3 separate regions of the Zea mays genome follow, and regions 1 and 2 are each linked to region 3. A link is a contact called in public Hi-C data. All regions are on one chromosome and are shown on one strand. Each heading gives the region's core, a stretch centred on a gene start, on an enhancer-like site or on the middle of the called end of the contact. The rest is flanking DNA. Distances are from core to core; before and after follow the strand shown. Region 1 holds the start of LOC100193564 (AT hook-containing MAR binding 1-like protein). Region 2 holds the start of LOC111589795 (translation initiation factor IF-2). Region 3 holds the start of LOC541775 (RNA polymerase T phage-like 1).

Region 1 (4,296 bases), core at 746-3,245, 140 kb after region 3:
CGAGAGTAATTTTCTTGGTAAACAGATAACAAGTTGGAATATAATTAGATGAACAAATAATAACGAAAATAACATGATTATGACAATGACAATGCATGTGTTTTATTGAGTGTAAGTCACTATTTTATATCCAAGGGTAAGGGTATGCATCAGCAAACTAAAAGAATTACACACAACTTGTTTGGTATTGAATAATGCAAACTGAGTCAATACATCATGAGTCCATGAAATCACTGAGACGTCCATTCTAAATAAAGGATATATTTATGCACATTAAGAAGAACAAACTTACTATTGTAAATGGCATTTATCTGCTAGTGCTCCATATGACCTCTGTTGCACTGTAACCCTTATAAAACTAAAAGCTTCATCAATCATCCATGTCGAGTGCGTTATTCCATTCACCCCATTTACCTCCTTATGTTAATCACGGGTGGCACATATTACATGTCCCCAACTAATTTGGGGTACTTTACTCTGCAGATTTGTGAAGATTATTGACCCAGATGGTACAGCAGACTAGCTAACTACAAAACACAGAATAAGTATGAGAAATGGTGGCAATGGAACCAAGGGAGTAGTGAAGGATCAGACTAAGTAGGAATTCCTTCAACAATAGGATACACACCACTTCTACGAACACCTACACTGAGCACATTGTGACAACTAAAACATCCTTCTGTTATTGCCATCCTCCCTCAAGAATGGTAAGTTGTGCAAATTCCCCAATATAGCATCAGTCGCATCAACATCCAAATCAAACCTGATATCCTCATCCCCGCCAAAATTAAGCATTGTGGCGCTATCAGTTGGCATTGCCACCTCATTTATGTTGATCTCTCTAGTACCCACTGTCTGCCCACTTCCTGCATTCCCATTCAACGAATCTGCCCCAAGCATAGATGGCTCAATGCCACTGTCCACGCCACTGGAACTGTGCTTCTTAGATACAGCACCAACTTTCTTGCGGGCTGTTGTCTTCTTCATCCTTCCTCTAGATGGACCTGCTGCACGGTCAATGTCACCACTCTTACCTGGGGGCTGCACACTTGCTGGCGTTGAATTGTCGTCAATGCCATTATTCTCAACATTTTGTACATCAGTGCCGCCATTATTCTCAAGATTCTGTACATCAACATTCACAGTGACCGCAGGTGCTGGCTGCAGCGGAGATTCAGAATTCCCAGGAAACATGGGGCAAAATGGCCTCCAGTTGGTGCTCAAATCAGCTGCCTTAGGGAAACCCATGGGGAAGAAGCCCCACGCGCAGTAGTACATGTCTGTGCCGGGCACAATAGGCGGCGCGTTCGGGATCTCTGTGGCCTCGAACGCTCGCCGGCAACCCGCGCTCTGGCACCTGAGCGCGCGCCCCACCAGCGCACGCTGGTATTGATACACATGGCAGCAGTAGGGGCACACCGTCCAGAACGCATTGCCATCAGCCGAGGCCAAGGCGTCCCCAGAAACAGGAGCAGGAGCTGGGATAAGAGAAGGAGCGGCAGCAGGAGCAGGAACAGGAGCAGGAGGGGCAGCAGGGGCAGGGGCAGGAACAGGAACAGGAGCGGCAGCAGGAGCAGGAGCAGGAGGTGGATCAGCGGAGGCGTTGCTGGAGAGATCAGCAAAGGCTTCTTGGATGAAATGAAGAGCGGTGTCCGCGGCGGGACGGGGATTACGCGGGGAAGACACGAGCTGCGAGAGGCGGTGGAAGGAGCGCTTGGCGGCGGCGGGGTCAAGGCCCGGGGCGGGCTGGAGCTGGAGCACGCCGACCGGATCGGGGCGGCCGGAGGGGAGCAGGCGCTGGGAGGCGAGGAGGACGTCGGCGACGGCGAGGAGCTCGTCCGCACCGGGGAGGTACGGGTCAGCCTCAACCGCGCGCTCCGCCAGTCGCTTGCAGCCGACCAGGTCCCGCGCGGCGAGTAGCTTCCGGGCGATCTCGAGCCACCGGGCCGGCTCGGCGCGGCTGCGGCCGCCGCCGCCGCCGCCGGAGAAATCCATGTGTGGGATGGGGTGGAAGGAGAGTGGTGGTAGACTGGTAGGCAGCGAGCGCTGGAGGTGGGGTTCAGCTGTCAGGTGTTACGAGGGGGATGGGAGCCTTCTTTCTGGGATCTAGCGACTAGCGGAGAGCTTTCCGTTGCGAGCGGGAGCAGTGACGGACTGACAGTGGTGGTTATACCGACATCCACGGTCAGCACGGCCGGTTATTACGGTTCTTTAAATGCACTAGAATAAAAGATTGTAACTTTAGATATATATTATTGGTTTCATATGTTATTGACTCATGTGAACCCCACATATAATGAGATAGTAATAATACATATCTAAAGTTGTGAATGGTACATATCCAAATTTTATTAAAATTAACTACTAAAATTAGCTGAGACATCTAAATAGTCTACCTAATAGTTTAGTTATTAGCAATTTTTAGCCAACTAAGGTCCTGTTTGAAATCATTAGAGCTAATAGTTAGCTAACTAATAAATTATTAGTCAGGTTAATCCAGCTAATGAACTAATTGTTAGCTACGATATAGCTAACAATTAGATACGGTATTAACTGATGGTGTTTAGAACCCAACAAGTAATTTTTAGTAGCTAACTATTAGTTTTAGAGATTTTAAACAGAGCCTAAGTATTAGTTCTAGTACATTTAAATACCCTAAAGGAAAAGAAAATAGAAAAGAAAATGTAAAAATAGGAAATTGAATACAACGTTTAGATTACGTAGTCATCTAAGACGAGATCCAAATATTAATGTTTTTTTTGAAACAAGCTTTTTATTGCTCTACTTTTAAGAAAGCAATTAACAATTTTGTAAGTGCAATCAATCTCAAATTGAGAGGTTTGGTGATTTAATGAAAAAACAAATAAGATTACTAATAAGTTTGCTTCTAGTGCACAAAGAAAAAAAAGGAGTAACAACTTTAGTTGAGAAATAGAAAGGGAAGTGTCAAGGACAAAGCAAACACATCAGTGGTGCTTTGAAAAGATTACATGTGACGATCGTGTAAAATTTTCTATATATCTTGAGTCGCAGAATCTAATTCTTTCTTAGTAATTTCCGCACATGTAATGGTGTTTGCTATTGCTTAAGCCTCTAAATTCAAAATCTATTTTGAAAACAAAAATTCTTTGGACACTCTGTGTTTGCGTCTGTAGTTAGGATTGAGAAACAGAGAGTGTTCCTGTTGAAAAGCTAGGTTGAACTTGACTTAAGCTGAGTTGAGTTTTTCTTTACCTGGGTTAAACTTGACTTAAGCTGAGTTGAACTTTTCTTTAGCTGGGTTGAACTTGACTTCAGCTGAGTTGAGATTTTCTTCAGTTGGGTTGAACTTGACTTTAGCTGAGTTGAGTTTTTCTTCAGCTAGATTAAACTTGACTCCAGTTGAGTTGAGCTTTTCTTCAGCTGGTCAAAACCAGTTGAACCTACCTCCGGGCCAGTTCAACTTGGTTTTCTCTCCTGAACTCTCTAGTTAATACCAGTTGAACCGACCCTAGGGGCGGTTCAACCGATGTCTGGGTCAACTGCCTAGTCTGACCTGCAGTCTGCTAGTCTGACTAGCAAACTGTCTGTCAGCCTGCCACCAAGCGGTTGAACCGCCCCTGGCCCCAGGGGAGGTTCAACCGGTGTCAGATCGACTTTCAACCTGCCCCATGCGGTTCAACCGGTCCTAGGGGCGGTTCAACCGGCCTTGCGCAGAAAAAGTTTGTCCAACGACTCTTTTTGATGAGACTCTATAAATACTCCCTCATGCCTCTCTCCTTTTTACCCTGGTCGCCCTCCATACTTATTGATCACCTAACTTGAGACAAAAGCACCCTCCCTCTCTCTCACTTGATCTAGCTCTCAAATCAATCGATTGAAGGAGCCCCTTTAGTGTGAGTTTTGTGCTTGTGGTCCTCGGATTTGGTTTTCCTCTCCCTTCTCATTATTATCTCTTGAGCTTGTTGCAAGCACCTCTTGTGCGATATTGTTGTTCTTGGAACCCTAGAGTTCTTAGACGAATTGAGGTTGCTTGGGAGTCTCCAAAGTTGTGGACGACCCCAAGAAGTTTGTATTCCCCGCCCTTGTGAGCAGATTTGAGAAAAGATTCCCTTGTCCTTTGTGGTCGGGTTGTGGAGGATTAGGGTTGGAAAAGACTCAACCCTTTGTGGGCTCCTCAATGGAGAGTAGGACACCTTTGTGGTGTGGCCGAACCTCGAGATAAAATCTTGTGTCTCTCACCATCGTGTGGATCTCGTGGTGAATTAACTCTTGTATTTCTCACCATCCACACTTAGTTTATCCCTCACGTTTTCC
Region 2 (4,715 bases), core at 1,538-4,037, 180 kb after region 3:
TTGTCAAAATTGAGAGACCCCTCTAATTTTGGATAGAAAAAAATTATCCTTAGGCATGTATTCAGCTTTAACGAGCTTATACCACATATGCTCTGAACCTTGAACAATTTTCCAGATCCATTTTGCCAATAAACATTCATTCATGAAATTGGTGTCTAAAATACCTAGACCACCTTGGTCTTTAGGTCTAGGTATCACTTCCCATTTAACCATATGATAATTGCTTTTTTCTCACACCTTAATAGAAAAAATAGCTCTAATTGAATCCATTATCTTATGGATATCCTTGGAAAGAAGATAGAAACTCATGGTGTAGATAAGAAGATAGAAATCCATTTTCATTACCGACACTATACTCGGTCTACCGAGAAGAGATAGGAACCACCTCATGTCTATCTTCTTATCTACACCAAGTTTTTCGACGACGTGCCTCCACTTCGTTTATCAAACTAACCGTCTTTTTTAAAATTTAGATCACAAATTCAACATTTGCCCTCCTGTATCGTATGTCACCCTGGGCAAATCAAGCATTGCTTCGTCAACTAAACAAACTGCCGATCTAGCTCGCTTTTTGTATAATAGGCCAACCAAGGCAAAGCAAGCATTCTGTAGTCTGTACCAGAACATCTTTCTGTATGGATCGCCTCCCTTTATGCAAAAACCTTGCGTAATATAATTGCACACAAAGATCTCTTGTAAATGTTTTTTGAACCACGACGCTACTAGTTATTTGTCAAAAGCCCATTGAAACGCTCACCTCCAACCACAATTCGGCTCAGGAAGAACTCTTCTGAACGCCCGCAGCCACCTCAACGCTCAAGCCTTGGTTAGGTTGCCCAGGAACCTCCGCAGCTTCTTCACCGCGAAGCACGACCTCCCGCTCCGGCTCCGGCTCCTCCGGGCCAGCGCGCTTGCCCGCGTGCCGCGGGCGTCGTCCCCGTCCGCGCGGCGACGAAGCTCAGCTTCAGCTTCAGCAGCCACTCGCCTCTTGGCGCGCGCTGCGTTCAGCCTCGCCAAGGCCGCCGCTCTTCGCGCCTTCGCCGCGTGCCGCGCTGCTTCGGCCTCCTCGACGCGCGCCTCGGCCTTCCGCTCCTCGGCGTCCACGAGCCTGCGCAGCTCCTGGAGCTTCCGCGCCGGCAGCGCCACGACGTCGTGGTGGGGGTCCTCCTCCCCGTCGCCGCGCGCGCGCGCGGCCAGCTCGGCGGCCGCGGCCGCGGACCACGCCAGCGCGTGGGCCTCCGCCGCGATGGCGCGCTCCGCCAGCTGAAGCGCCCGCGCGGCCTGGCGCCGGACGAGCACCCGCCGCTCCAGCGCGTCCTTGGCGCCCCTCGACGCCGCGACCTCCGCGCGCAGCCGCCGGAGCTCGGCGCGCGCCCCGTCGACGCGCAGGCGGAGGTCCTCCGCGGCGGCCTTCTTCCTCGCCGCCGCCTCCTGCCTCGTGGCGACCGCGGCGTTCGTGGACTCGATCCGCGACTTGAGCAGCGGTATCTCGGCCGCCGTCGCGGCGAGGCGGGTCTTGGCCGCGGCTAGTTCGGTGCGGAGCCGCTCCAGCTCCTCGCCGAGCGGCATGGACGCCAGCCACGCCTGCACCGCCGCCTCGCGGCCGCGCTCCACCTCCTCCCTGGTCCCCGACAGCGCCTTGTTGTGGACACTGGCGGTTGTGCCAGGGGGGAGCTCGGCTGATTCGTTGTTGCCTTCTTCCATTTTCTGACGACGAGTTCGACGTGTGCTTCAGCTGGACAGGTGCATATGCCGTTGTTATATGCAAGGGCCAAGGTGTGACGGGGGCTTCTAACGTTCTATGCTTCTTCTTGGTGTATCCTATGGGTTTTGTTGTTTCTATCGCTGCCCCGCTGGCTGTAATAATAATTGTAAATGTGCATATTTCGAGTTCAAACAAGCGCGGCAGCACATTGTACTCACCGATTTGATAATTTGAGGCGAATTGCTGGGTTGCGGCACTACTGCTCTGCTCATGACAATGATAACGAGGTAGATATCACTAGTTCATTATCACGGAATCGATCTTCAAAGACGGCCAAAATCTATTGTCGAGGACGGCAGCATGTTCGCCTCCGAACAGGCGTCGCTCTTGATAAAAAAAGAGGCCACTCTGGTAAGCTTGAGACCACGAATGAAGCCACCACCATCGCATCCCCGATCAGAAGTTTTGACGACGAGTCGCGGCCGGCCGGGGTGGCCGAGGCGATGTTTTAACAGGCCCCCGTGACACCGAGATAGTGGGCCGTCAGTGTTGATTCGTCCGGCCCAGCATCGAGAGAAGGAGCGGACCAGACGTGTCTTGTAGCCGGACGGCAGTCGGCAGGTCATGGTAGCGGCGCCCGTGTTTCAGTTCATCTTGTCTTGGACCACCACTTGTGCAGCGCAGGCGCAGCGTTGGTACGGGAGTTCACGTACCCGGGCGGCGCACGGAGGACAGCGACGATCGAGCGGCACAAGTGGTCTCCTCTGTGGCTCTGTCTGCTTCGGGGGGCAGGCAGGAGCGGAAGGCCGAAGGCGGAGCTCTCGCACTCAGCGGTTGGCAATCAAGTCTTTTTTTTTTTGGTGGATGGACGGACGGATCACTGAAACGATGCAGCTGCAATGAAAGCTACCATGAACCACTGCTACTCGCTGGCATTGATGCTGCGTGCCGCCGCCGCCATGACCCCAGCCTCTGCCTGTGAGAGCAGCGATGCACAGCTAGCATGTGGATGGTGGTCCGTCCTGAGTACTCGTACGTCTCTCTCTCTGCCCTGTGCCCTCTGCTTCGGTGCTTTCGTACCCGCTCATCCTGTCATCCATTGATATGCTTCTGTGCGTAGTACAGAGCCACAGCACGTGTTAGAGCTTCTGTAGGAATTAATAACAGAACGCTTGCATCGACTTCTCTGAGCGAGGAGAGAGGACGGACATTCCTCGGCCGTTTGGGCGGAGGCGCTGTCCTTCGCCGACACGTGGGTCCGGGGCGCCGGTCGTTCCGGTTCCGAGTGCGTCTTGGAGGCGCAAGGATTTGCTTGCCTCGTCGTTCGTTGGCCTGTTTGCTGCCGCCGGACAGTTCCTTTGACGGGCGCCGGTCGCCGGGCCAGCACCGGCAGAGAGCCAGAGCCAGAAGCCCAGTGCCCAGAACGAACGGACGAACCAACTGCGCCGCGCCGCGCCGCGCAGCACGGACGGCGCCCTACAGTCCGGGTAGGCATGGCAGTACACGTGAGCAGAGCCAATGCCTGCCAGCTCCCTTTGTCTTCGCTCCGCATCCAGACTGCCGCTGCCAGCCAGCGCTAGATCCTCTGCCTGTCGTGGCCCTGCTGCTGACGCCTTTATCTTTTTCCTGCCATCGCTCTCGTCGTCGTGGTCGTCGTCTTCTCTCGATCGTTCTTGCTCCCAGGATTTTCATCCACCCGTATTTCCGGACCCCGGAGCCGGAGGACGTACGTACTGGACGAGTGTTCCTTTGCGTTGCGTGTGGACCCTCGTGTCCGCGTCTCACCATCTCGGCGTGACGTTGCGCAAAGTGTATCAAGTAAGCTCTCAAGTGCAAAAAGAGAAGCCGAATAATTATACCAGACACGATTTGACTTCATCTCTAGAGTGCCTTGAGGTTTCTTATAGGACAAGAGATGGTTTTTCGTGGGCACGATGAATCCTCGTCCTCTCTAAACAAGGGTAATTTCCTAGAGATGATAGATTGGTACAAGGGTGTCGTCATGATGCCAAGAAAAAAAACTAGTACTTTCGTACTGTAACTATATCCATGCTTGTCTTGGTCGTGATCTCCAGGAGTCGACCGAGAGACCGGAGCACACTCATCATGATGCCAAAATCCGACCGCGGGAACTACGCGAGATTTGGGACCAGCACAGCATTATCTCCCATCAATTTAAAATGCACGCGCGCGGGAGCTAATTTCTTGCTACCACCACCGTACCCGCCGCCCAACGACGTACCTCAGGGCGTGTTCGGTTGGCTGCAAGCCGACACTGTTGCAGCTGTTTGGACTGCTGCAGCTGCAATCCATAGAGAGAAAAATACTGTAGAAGCCGCAGTCGCAGCCGGATTAAAGCCGCAGCAAGCCGCAGCGAACAAGCTGTGAGCGCTGCAAGGACGCCGTTGCAGTCTCGATCGCCAGATGTGAGGATCCGAGTCGGAGAACGAAGCTAGCTAGCAGGCAGCAGCAACGGAACAAAGACAAAGCGGAAGAGTGCAAGCATGGAAAGACGCCTGTGGCTGTAGATGCGAACGATGGGTGTTGCTCTCGGTCTAGCTCCCGCCCCTCCCGGTACCCTAGCTAGCACGCACGTAACGCCTGGGCCTCATGTTCGAATCTCACCATCCTGTGTTCGAAAGAGATACTACCGAGCACGGCGTACAAACTTCCTCCTCCTGCTCGACACGGTGGCGCAGCAGGGATGGAGACGCATATACTCGCGTACAATAACAAGAACAGCTAGCAACGACGTCCATGGTATACCGGTGCCAATAGCGACTTCACGCTTCAGCACGTTCTGTATTTGTACAAAAAAAAAAACCTCCAAAACATTGGACGACCATAGAAAAAAAAAGAAAGAAACTTGTTTCACGACAGAAGAAAAAAGGAAAATATCCTCATACACGTCAACTCACACACGTTCCTTTCATTTTTGCTCCATGTGTGAGATGCTATGCAGGCATGAAGCATCTCTCTGTTTGCAACTGTTTTTTGTGGGTCTTAGGGG
Region 3 (4,562 bases), core at 87-2,586:
AGAGAGGTTTGTCTGTCAATTATGATTGACAAAGTTCATCTATGGCAGATATAAACATTCTTTGATTAAAATAATATCATTCAGGTTATTTTTTCTTCGCAATGATGCATAACCATAGAATTCTTCCCTGAAACAATAAATAGTTAACTGAGAGAAGAACAGATATATTATTATTAGGTCCCCATTTAAAGTTATTCGGTCTACTAATTCATTATATTAATTTGTTCATGGACTTCACATTACTAACAAGTAACAACAAGAAGCACTGATTCCCTGAGTCAAGAAGCATCTCCAAGCAACAATTCACACACCTCGTGTTCAATTGCCTCGCCAATCTGGCACGCGGCCTGGATGACTCGAACACTGCCGTCCCCACTGCCCGTCATGAGCAACCCCATGAGCTTGTGCATGGTGATGACAGCCATCATGTCCGCAGGGAGCATACTGAAAAATGGACCGTGCGAGGCCCGGGACCCGGGGTCTGCCACAAGTTCTTGCTCAGTGGCGATCTGATCCCGCAACGGCTCGAACCAGCCAAGAAAGAGCGACTTGACGTAGGGTAGGTTAGGGGCGAGCTTCTGCTCGCACATGTCCGCGAGAAGCTCACGGTACTCGTTGGCGGCCTGCTCCCACGCCTCCGTCTCGATGCGGATTTGTCGCCGGCGAAGGGAGGTGTACCTGTGGTATGTCATCCCGTGCTCCGCCGCCAACACTTCCGCATGCCGCCCGCGCCCACTTCTCCTATGCCGGCTACGGTGGTCCCGCCCGGGTGCCTGATGCTCCTCTGCCACCGCCTGAGGTTGAGGCAGATTCGGACTCGGCTGCGCCCGGACGATCTCCTCTATCGCGTGGTGCAGCTCCTCGGCATCCTCCGAGGACACAGCCTCCGCGGCGGCGGAGGATGAGAACCATCGCGGCTCCTGCTGCCACGGGGGCAAGAGTGACGGCGGAAGGAGACCGGAGGCCGTAGTGGGGAAGTGGCGCTCGAGAGGAGGAGCGTGCGTGGCGGTGGCGCGCTGGAGTGGGGAGGAGGAGAGGAGGGCGGAGGCGAGGCGGCGGGTGGGGAGACGGCGCCACATGACGGGCTAGGGTTGAGGGTTTAGAGACGGAAGCTGAGTTTCTATGCGGCCGCCGGTGCCTCGCTCGAAAACGGCGACAGAGGCTGGGCCGTGGGTAAAGGCTGCAAAGGAACGTAGGGCCGCGATGGATGCAGACGAACCAAGGAACGGGTAGGATTGTCGCTTCGTCGCTGGTACAGGCCCGTTCATTTCCAATGCTAAATTTTAGCACATATGACATTGAATGTTGGATGCTAGTTAAAAATCTCTATATACTAACTATTAAGAGAATGGTGTAGACCGCTCCCGCCTCCCTACGCCTGCCTGCCCGCCCGCCCGCCCGCCCGCCGCAAACGCCACGACCCGCCCGACCGCCGCGAACGACGCCTCCCCTCCCCTAAAACCAGCCCCCGCCCGTCGCCGAGAAACACACGACCGTGTCCCCGCCTGCCCCCGCGTCGTGCCCCCGCGCCCGTCCCCACGAATGATGCCCCTGCGCTCGCCCCGCGATGCAATCCCCACCCCCGGCGCCCGCCCATCGCACGCACTTGCTACGTAGCCATGAGGAGAGTGAGGGAGGAGTCAAGGGAGCAGGGAGCGGTGGCAGCTTGAGAGATCGACGGCCACGACGGCGAGGCGGGGACCAACATCGTCTTCACGCTCCTGCTCGCCTTCCTCCTCCTACTCCTCTTCAACGACGGCCACCACCTCACCACCATTGTAGTTGTAGGAAGCGAAGGTGGATCCGGCGCCGTCTGCCCCGCCCCCATGATGCAAATCTCCCCCGCCCCCGCCCACGTCCCCATCTTCGTTGCATTTCCGCAATGGCGTCGGGCTCCTCTCGCTCCCAAATCGACCAGGTAAAACCCTAACCCTAGCACCAGGCTGCATTCCTGATGTAGCTGAGGTGCCCGATCTTTCGGCGAGTAGAGATAATTCCGATTTGGCGGAAGATGACCCTTGCGATCCGACTACGACGAGCAAGCCCGAGGCGCCAATGCAATCGCTGAACCAACTCCCTGTGGTTACCGACCTTGCTGATGCGAGATCGGCCTGATCACGAAGATTGTTTCCTGTGCGCAATCGAAGAACGAACAAGAAAAAGATGCGAGCAATCTAATCTATTACTCGAGGGTGGAGTTCTGAATACACGAAGACAGCGCAGATTTACGCGTGTTCGAGAGTAGCTAAAGCTAACGTAAAACAAAACTCGAAAATAAAGGAGGCGCAACTCCTGGATAAATAGAGGGGGCGCAGCCCCTAGGGCGGCCAACCCTAGGTCGTCCACTATGGGTCGCAGTTGGGCTGGTCGTCTATTCTTCTGGACCCTCATTCTTCAGTAGCATGACGAAGTTAAGATCTTTGGCACGGGCCCGAGTGATTGGCCCAGCCAATGAAGGAAGTGGCGCTTGATGTGGAGGTGCTGCTGGTGTAGTCGTACTCATAGTGATGTCCTCATCATCCTCCCCTTCTTGAAGTGAAGTCGTCCTCGACGACAACTCCTCATCCTCGGCCATATATGGTTTCAAATCTGCAACATTAAAACTAGTGGAAACACCAAATTCCGCAGGCAGGTCAAGGATATAAGCATTATCATTAATCTTTGTTAGCACCTTAAAAGGACCAACAGCACGAGGCATTAATTTAGAACGACGCAAAGTAGGAAACTGATCCTTTCTCAAGTGCAACCAAACCATATCACCTGGCTCAAAAGTAACATGTTTTCTTCCTTTACTACCAGCAACCTGATTTTTTTGCATTAGTAGCAGCAATGTTCTGTTTCGTTTGTTCATGTATGGTAATCATTTGTTCAACATGTGCAGCAGCATCTACATGTGGGGCGTTCGCAGCATTAAGTGAAATCAAATCAATAGGTGCCCTAGGGATGTAACCATAAACAATCTGGAAAGGGCACATCTTTGTAGAAGAATGTGTGGCATGATTGTAAGCAAATTCAACATGAGGCAAGCAATCCTCCCAACGTCTCAAATTCTTGTCTAAAACAGCCCTAAGCATGGTAGATAAAGTTCTATTTACTACCTCAGTTTGTCCATCAGTCTGAGGGTGACAAGTAGTGCTAAACAACAATTTAGTTCCCAATTTATTCCAAAGATATCTCCAAAAATGGCTTAGAAACTTAGCATCGCGATCAGAGACTATTGTTTTTGGAATATCATGTAAACGTATAATTTCTCTAAAGAACAATTCAGCAACAATGCTAGCATCATCAGTTTTATGACAAGGTATAAAGTGAGCCATTTTAGAGAATCTATCAACAACCACAAAAATACTATCTCTCCCCTTCTTAGTTCTAGGCAAGCCCAAAACAAAGTCCATAGAGATATCAAGCCAAGGAGAAGAAGGGACAGGCAAAGGCATATACAAAACCATGGTTGTTCAACCGTGACTTAGCTTTCTGACAAGTAGTGCAGCGTGCAACAAGGCGCTCAACATCAGCGCGCATCCGAGGCCAAAAGAAGTGGGCAGCCAACACCTCATGCGTTTTGTAGACGCCAAAATGCCCCATGAGACCGCCTCCATGCGCCTCCTGTAACAACAAAAGACGAACCGAGCTAGCTGGAACACACAGCTTGTTAGCGCGAAACAGGAACCCATCCTGTATGTGAAATTTGCCCCATGGTATCCCATTAATACAATGGCCGAAAGCATCTTTAAAATCAGCATCGTCAACATATTGATCCTTCACAGTGTCCAAACCAAAGATTTTAAAATCTAATTGTGACAGCATGGTATAGCGACGAGACAAAGCATCAGCAATAACATGGTCCTTCCCGTTCTTGTGTTTAATAATGTAAGGAAAGGACTCAATGAATTCGACCCATTTAGCATGACGACGGTTCAGATTTATTTAGGTACGAATATGTTTTAAAGCCTCATGATCAGAATGAATTATGAACTCACGATGCCAAAGATAGTGCTGCCATGTATGCAAATTGCGCACTAAAGCGTAAAGCTCCTTATCATAAGTAGAATATTTCAGACTAGCACCGCTTAATTTTTCACTAAAATAAGCAACTGGTTTTCCTTCTTGTAACAAAACAGCACCTAGCCCAATACCGCTAACATCGCATTCAAGCTCAAAAACTTTATTAAAATCAGGCAATTGCAAGAGGGGAGCTTGGGTTAACTTATCTTTCAAAGTGCTGAACGCTACCTCCTGCGAATCACTCCAAGCAAACGGCACATCTTTCTTTGTAAGCTCATGTAGAGGCGCTGCAATGGAACTAAAATCACGAACAAATCTGCGGTAGAAACCGGCAAGTCCAATAAAGCTCCGAATTTGTGTGACCGTCGTTGGTGTAGGCCACTCCCGAATGGCAGCAATCTTGCTGCTATCCACCTCAATGCCCTGCGGAGTAACCACATAACCAAGAAACGAGACACGTTGCGTGCAAAATGTGCACTTTTCCATGTTACCAAACAAGCGAGCAGCACGCAAAGCATCAAAAACAGCACGCAAATGTTCTAAATGCTCCTCTATAG

What was found. Hi-C and Micro-C count contacts between places; a contact is called where the count stands out from the background.
Region 1: a contact with region 3 is called in a Hi-C map of tassel, with 2.1 times the contacts expected there. The contact joins the promoter of LOC100193564 here to the promoter of LOC541775 in region 3. A contact is called at or near these places in 5 of 25 Hi-C or Micro-C datasets (ear, leaf, tassel and 1 more) and 1 of 3 datasets of contacts at active chromatin or transcription factors (leaf).
Region 2: a contact with region 3 is called in a Hi-C map of tassel, with 2.1 times the contacts expected there. The contact joins the promoter of LOC111589795 here to the promoter of LOC541775 in region 3. A contact is called at or near these places in 7 of 25 Hi-C or Micro-C datasets (ear, leaf, leaf mesophyll and 2 more).

The regions. Positions count from the first base shown.
Region 1 is chr7:175,088,179-175,092,474 of Zm-B73-REFERENCE-NAM-5.0, reverse strand. LOC100193564 (AT hook-containing MAR binding 1-like protein) reads right to left here and starts at 1,995. Exons shown (of 1, transcript NM_001138673.1): 1 at 667-1,995. The coding sequence starts at 1,995. The coding sequence ends at 667.
Region 2 is chr7:175,043,075-175,047,789 of Zm-B73-REFERENCE-NAM-5.0, reverse strand. It overlaps LOC111589795 (translation initiation factor IF-2), which reads right to left and starts at 2,787. Exons shown (of 2, transcript XM_023300715.2): 1 at 758-2,787. The coding sequence starts at 1,704. The coding sequence ends at 817.
Region 3 is chr7:175,225,721-175,230,282 of Zm-B73-REFERENCE-NAM-5.0, reverse strand. LOC541775 (RNA polymerase T phage-like 1) reads right to left here and starts at 1,336. Exons shown (of 19, transcript NM_001111461.2): 1 at 312-1,336. The coding sequence starts at 1,079.